2 separate regions of the Danio rerio genome follow, and region 2 is linked to region 1. The links are chromatin contacts, called in public Hi-C maps. All regions are on one chromosome and are shown on one strand. Each heading gives the region's core, a stretch centred on a gene start, on an enhancer-like site or on the middle of the called end of the contact. The rest is flanking DNA. Distances are from core to core; before and after follow the strand shown. Region 1 holds the start of vps52 (VPS52 subunit of GARP complex). Region 2 holds the start of ptpn23b (protein tyrosine phosphatase, non-receptor type 23, b).

Region 1 (3,441 bases), core at 899-3,398:
TCCCTTCCGAAGAGATGCTTCTATCTTTGTTGTGTAAGGAAATAAATATTGTTACTACTTGATCAGCGTTGTGATTATTGTGAGTTGGGACAGGAGAAGGGGAAAACCTTAAATTGAGTATTTGAGTTTATCTCTTTGTTTTTTTTTTTACACTTGTTATTGTTCCCACCAACCCTAGACTGGTCGGGACGTGATTTCCTATCCTGTTTGAGCACTGGTTATCCCGATTTAGTGATCATGAAAAGTTCCTTTCCGGATCTGATTGATCCAATCCAATGTTGCTTTGAAAAACTTTGAAAAAGTAAGCTGGATTGCGTGATCACTGATCGCAAAAACAGGATTACTAAATCCGGATCAATTTTATCCGGATTAAACCTTTTGAAAAACCGGGCCCTGGAGTTTGTTTTCCAAATCAAACTTGCAAAGTCTAAAAGATGCAAGACTGAACTTTCTGTAGGCTACTTAATATTAAGCAAAAAGTTTCAGTCAGATTCCAGGTGAATGTCTACAGCCACGTCTTCGTTTTACACCCATCCACACTGACAGGGAGCAGCAGCATTTTAAAAAGAAAAACGGCCTCTTCAGGGCTCAAAAACTCTGGGATAATGTAAATGAAAGGCGTAATCGTAGCAAAACTTGCACGTTAAAACAGAAACATACTCAACTTAAGCTGTGGGTCATGTTATAGGTATTGTACTGAACTTCTGCTTTTAAAGCACATAACATCCAAGAAAAACAGTGCTAGACATGCTTGATAAACTTTTAAAATGGTAATAGACAATCATACCTGGCTGTATTTCCCATCTTTTATGTCCTTCTGTCTGTTCAGGAACCAGTCTGGGATTTTGTACTGGCGAGGGTTCTGCATAATAGTCACCACCCTCTCAACCTATTCAATAAAACCATAATCATTAAACATTTTAGACCTTTAAAAATTCCTTAAAGAATAATAAAATTTTTCACTTATTTTTCCACTTGCGTTTATCAAAAAATCTTTCTGGGTGGAATATAAACTGCTTTAGAACTTAATAAAATTGTGTCATCTGACATGAAATCTGTGTTGTAAGAAACAGTTCAATGTCCATTTAAACATTTACAAACCCACCTCATCCTCAGTGAGTTCTCCAGCCCTCTTATTTAAATCAATATCAGCTTTCCTCAGAACCACATGGGCATATCGCCTTCCAACACCCTATTAACGGAAGTAGATTACAATATTAAAAGCTTAAATCATATTAACATACAGAACAAAATTGATCTAGTTAAAATAGTTCACCTTAATAGCGGTGATGGCAAATGCGATTTTACGTCTTCCATCAATGTTCGTGTTGAGGACACGAAGGATGTGCTGAAACTTCTCTGGGATGACGAGGGACTGAAAATAAAAATAACAAAGTCAGCATGCATGACACCACAAGGTAATAGTATACAGAACAACTAGCTCCTTTATCCTCTTCTAATGAATTTTGGGCAAGCATTTCAGCACATTATTGTAACGGCTCCATACTGACCTTATGCAATTACATAGTACGCTTTAAATATTTAGGGGAAAAATTCATACATAAATTTGTGTCACAATACAGATGCTTAATTTTTAGCATGATCCTTAAAAACACTAGTATGGTGTCTTTTTGAAGCGGCGCGGTCAACAGGGTAGGAGATATCGGTAACTCTTTAAAACGTTAAATCCTACTTAATAGCTGAAATATTCATTAAAAATAGTTAAACGTGTATAAAGGACATACAATATTTTATCGGTACAACTGTACACAGATAAATAAGACCGATGATGCGTGATTTCAACTTAAGCTTTGAGAGTACCATTTCGCACTCACCATCTTGATCGCTGGTTCCGCGCAAAAAGGAAGTTGTCATGGTCTCGCGATATTTTCACCACTTGACACGCAAACTTTAGGGTGGTTCCGCCCTATTTTTTACGGTCTATGGTTCCGTCACCAAGTACATTTCTGATAGCCTGTTATCTAAACTAATATATAAAACCTATGAGGTTTAAAACGTATTATATTACTTATAAGATATTTAATATTGTTTTGTTTTAAATAACATTTCTTAAGATTTTCAAACGTAACACTGCATTTTCGCGGATTTAATAGTTTGGTAACAGGGACTAAAATCCTAAACGGACGTGTAGTTTTTATGTACTACAGACGGCATGGCGGAGGCGCTGATCGGTGGAGCTGTTCATATAAACACATCCGCTGATTCTGTGACCGGTGCGATGGCCTGTATAACGTTACACGATGAGGTAATCATCTTTTTTTTTTACATGAAACATCAGCTTTGGCTGTGATCATATTCCACATTTTTGACGTTACACCAGTAAATGCTAACAGCCCCAGAGCTGGATATAATAGAGATGTGTAGTTTGTTATTAAATATCATATAGTTTTAATGTAGTTCGTACAAAGGTTGGTTTAGTAATCGCGATTGCAATGGAGCTATGCAGGTTATTGCTTTATTCAAAATCTGAATATCCCACAAATTTTTGTGTGGCACCATAAGATCACGTGACCAATGTCTGCATTGAAAAAAAACTCACACATGATATTAAGGTACGAATTCAGAAAACACCGATTCTGAGAAGTCATCATGACACAATATGAAAGTATGATTTATCATTTGATGACGTCAATGGTAAAAACATACATATTTTACAAACGAACTTTTTAATGCAAATCATGATTTATAAAAAATAATTAAAAAACGCAGTTGCCCGTTTTTGCAAATGAACATACAATTGATTTGTTGATGATTTTTTTTTGTTATTGTTTTGTACTCTTATTTACCTGTAGGCTACGATGTACCTATCATGTAAATATGATTTTGATCACCAGTACAAATATTTTTGCAGTGCCATGGCACTCAGTGTTAAATATAACAGTTTAATATTACCAACAAAGCTCTTATACTGATATGTATGTTGCTTATGCAGCTGTGTTTCTTGCAGGATTTGGTAACACATTATATACATACTATATATATATATATATATATATATATATATATATATATATATATATATATATATATATATATATATATATATATAGTAACGGAATATATATATATATATGTATATATATATATATGTGTGTGTGTGTGTGTGTGTGTGTGTGTGTGTGTGTGTGTGTGTGTGAATGTGATTGAACCTCAAGTTCTCAACAGTTTTTAAAATGAAGTATCTGAAAGCAGGAGAAAAAGACTATGTACTTGGCAAGCTTTATGAGAACTACAATTCCGTGAATATTTGTAAATAGAAAAACTAAAAGGTTATAGTGCATCTGGAAATTATTCCCTGCTTCACTTTTTCATTATGTTATGTTACAGCCTTATTGTAAAATGGATTATATTCATCATTTAAGACAATGTGAATGATTTATTTATTTTTTTTGCAATAAATAAAGTACACAAGTACAATAA
Region 2 (3,388 bases), core at 504-3,003, 620 kb after region 1:
CTGGGAAGCCTCAGTGAAAAACTTTTTAACTTGTTCAACAATTATTGTTTGTTATATTACTACATAATTAGATGTTATAACCGTCTGTCAATCCTAAATTCAATACACTCAAACAGACACATACAGTAGGTGACAATTTCTGCTTTAGTCTAAGTCTGCTCTAAGGGATTTTTAACAGGCTTTCTCTAACTGAAAATGATGTTTATAGAGCTTGATGTATATTTCATCACCATGAGTAGGCTATCTGCTTTCTGACTGTTTAAAACGCCAATTAATTAATCTTCTACCGTCTTCATATCTTACTGTACTCTTTCTAAAGAATAAGGTATTGTTTCTGGGCTAAGTTTATTTTTTTCAGCCTCCAACCTAAATGTCACACAAATATTAAAAATATTTTAATCGCGAGATTGTTACCAACTTCATAAATCGCTGTTATGACTTTTTAATTCGTCATAATCGAAACCCTGACAAAAACTAATACACTGCTGCCACCTAGAGCACATTATCATAGTGCATGTGTGTTTGAACATGAGAAAAGCGGGAAAAAAAAACATTAAGGAAGAGCAACATTTCTGCCAAATTAAGCATTTAACAGCGTTCATTTGGTGTTCAATAACTATAAATCAACATTAATGAAAATAAATATAACATTTGCTTTAATATATTTGTTTCCTTAAAATGGTGCATGCTGAAAATGTGACATTTAAAACTGCATTTAAAAGGCAAAATTTTATAAGTTATTTGTAACTTAAATTTACTTAATGAGTGAAAAAGTATCATGTTGTTATAGCATATATTATAGTATAGTATATATAGTATATATCACATAGTATATATAGTATCATAAATATTAAATAAATAATTATTATTATAATTTGTTTATTTTTAAATTAAGTAAAACAAGATTTAGGTTTCAGCTTCACTTGTACAAAAAAAGTTTTATGACATATATTCGAAGGCAGAATAATAACGTAAATAGATTTTTTCTTTCTTTTCTTTTTTCTTTTAAGAATTGCATTGGGTTTTAACAATACAATCATAATAACCATAACAATAGATGGCATCAAGTAAAATCATGAACAAGTAAAATGAATAATAATAATAATAATAATAACAAATAATAACATAAGATGATAAAAAACTATCAGGTAAACTATCAAATTAAATAATATTTACAAAATCCTTATAAATTTTCACAGTTTTAACACTTTTTTTGCTGTAAACATTTTAGACAATTAAAGTCAAATACAATTCTGCAACTTAGGTAATGATGAAGAAAACCTAAATTTATGAATAGAATTTTTACCCAATAAAATAAATAAATTGCCTCTAAATTCTGTTATTTTTGTCATAAGAAAAGTAGCAAATTAATTACGCATGGAAAAATCATTGTTAAACTCACATTTTGACGTAAAAAAGACGGATAAATCAGACCAAAATACCATAATATGTGGGCATTTAACATAAAAAGATCAATCGATTCGATACTTGAGTGACAGAAGACACAATTTGAATTAGGATTACCAAATTTAGAAACAATCTCGTTAGTGGGGTAGATATTGCGTAACACTACCTTTGTTTGGAATTTGTAAGGGAAGAGCTAGCTTTTTTCCAATTAATTTTATCTATTAGAGAATTCCAAAGAAATGCTTCCCTCTGAGTAATTATTTTCTTTGACAGAAACACATTTCTAATATTTTTATAATAACGTAAATAGCTCATTTAAGTTGTAAACGTTTGTTGACGTACTTCCGGTGACGTATTTGTTTTGAAGAAGAGTCAAAGGTGGGAGCGTCAGGCGGATCCGGGCGACAAGTTTTTTGATCAGATCGAAGCATAATTAGCTTCGTCTTTTGAGATTAAAAAAGTAGTTATACGAAACAGCTGAAAAGCGCTCTCTAGTTGGAAGAGTACTTTCGCAGAGGTATAATGGAGGCCGTTCCCAGGATGCCAATGATATGGCTGGAGCTTAAGGAAGCGGGGGACTTTGAGTTTAGTCCCACTGTCAGACAGGTGAGCCCATTTTTCAGGCTGTCGTACAACAGTGATCAGCTTTTTATGATTGTTACTGTTTCTGACTGACAGAAGTATGTCTAAAAGTGTTTTTGCGAAAGATTAATATGATGTAAGGTGACACTTTTAATTGATCACCAGTTAGAACTTTATTATGAAAGATTGTTGTCGCTTTTTATTCCATTTTCTTCATGTATGCCAAGCTTCCTTAGCACAATTTACATTTTAAAAAGCACTAAGTAATTAAAGATAACCTGGCTTTTTGAAACATATAGGAGTCTTTTTCAGTGCAAGTATTGCAAAACAGTTATTGCGCAGTTCTTTATACCGTTTTTTCTTTTTGGCAAGGAGCTGTATTTTTCTTTCAAGTGCAGAATTACTTTTAAATCTATTTAGCAGCAGTCATAAAGTGTAAATGGACATTGTCGTCATTAAACCAGCAAGCATATAGCATGTAACATGGCCATTTGAAAACCAAATGATCTTCTTCACATTTGCATTGACACCACACTACAAACTTTTAAAGACGTGTTCATGGACCCACGCATTTAACATATATTAAAATCAACATTTAACCATTTGATTGTTGTTAAAGTTTAGATTGTTATAAAATGTTTGTTTTCAGTGCATTGTTTCAAAATGTTATTATGTACAGAAGGTCAAATAATGAAAAATTAAACACGTCACCATTTTTCTCAGAAAATATAAAGCTGCTGTTGACTTGCAGTTTTCACCAGATGTCATTAACAAGTAAAATAATTGATACATACAAGAAAATAAACTAATAATTAGTATAGAAAATTAAGTTATTTCTAAACAAGTGCAGTGACACCAGAAAAAAGCAGTGAAACACATGAAGAAAGGGAGGTGTAAAAAGACATAGAAAGCGCAGACAGCAGCTGCAATTTCTCAGTAGCTAAAAAAGCAACCCTGCCTCTCGTCAGTGAAAATTAATTAATTAATTAGTTGCTTCAGTCCCAATACTAGGCATGTCATGATAAATGGTTTCAAGGTTTATTGTGCTTTAGAAACGTCAAGATTTAAAACCTCAAAATCTTTCTGTTATACTGTTCCTTGGATATATGTAATTTCATATATATATATATATATATATATATATATATATATATATATATATATATATATATATATATATATATATATACATAGATTTATTTATTTATTGTTTTTTTTTATTTTTACATGTTTTTACTAATATTTTAATTAGTTTTTTTTTTTTTTTTTTTTAAGAAAAGACCTTAAAGGACTATCCACATCATAAGCTACTGGTTAACCCATGATTCTGAAAAAGTCAGAACATCGTATAGGCCAACTATATATCTGAACAGTGCAGTGGCTTACTTTATATCCAAAG

Evidence for each region. Hi-C and Micro-C count contacts between places; a contact is called where the count stands out from the background.
Region 2: a contact with region 1 is called in a Hi-C map of hematopoietic stem cells, with 2.1 times the contacts expected there. The contact joins the promoter of ptpn23b here to the promoter of vps52 in region 1. A contact is called at or near these places in 2 of 18 Hi-C or Micro-C datasets (hematopoietic stem cells and an unstated tissue) and 1 of 4 datasets of contacts at active chromatin or transcription factors (embryo).

What each region holds. Positions count from the first base shown.
Region 1 is chr19:20,877,328-20,880,768 of GRCz12tu, forward strand. vps52 (VPS52 subunit of GARP complex) reads left to right here and starts at 2,149. Exons shown (of 20, transcript XR_012394997.1): 1 at 2,149-2,266. It overlaps rps18 (ribosomal protein S18), which reads right to left and starts at 1,856. Exons shown (of 6, transcript NM_001423550.1): 1 at 1,836-1,856; 2 at 1,277-1,375; 3 at 1,106-1,192; 4 at 788-889. The coding sequence starts at 1,838. fkbp10a (FKBP prolyl isomerase 10a) reads left to right here. Exons shown (of 13, transcript XR_012395001.1): 13 at 1-62.
Region 2 is chr19:21,497,847-21,501,234 of GRCz12tu, forward strand. It overlaps ptpn23b (protein tyrosine phosphatase, non-receptor type 23, b), which reads left to right and starts at 1,754. Exons shown (of 20, transcript NM_001044928.1): 1 at 1,754-2,013. The coding sequence starts at 1,930.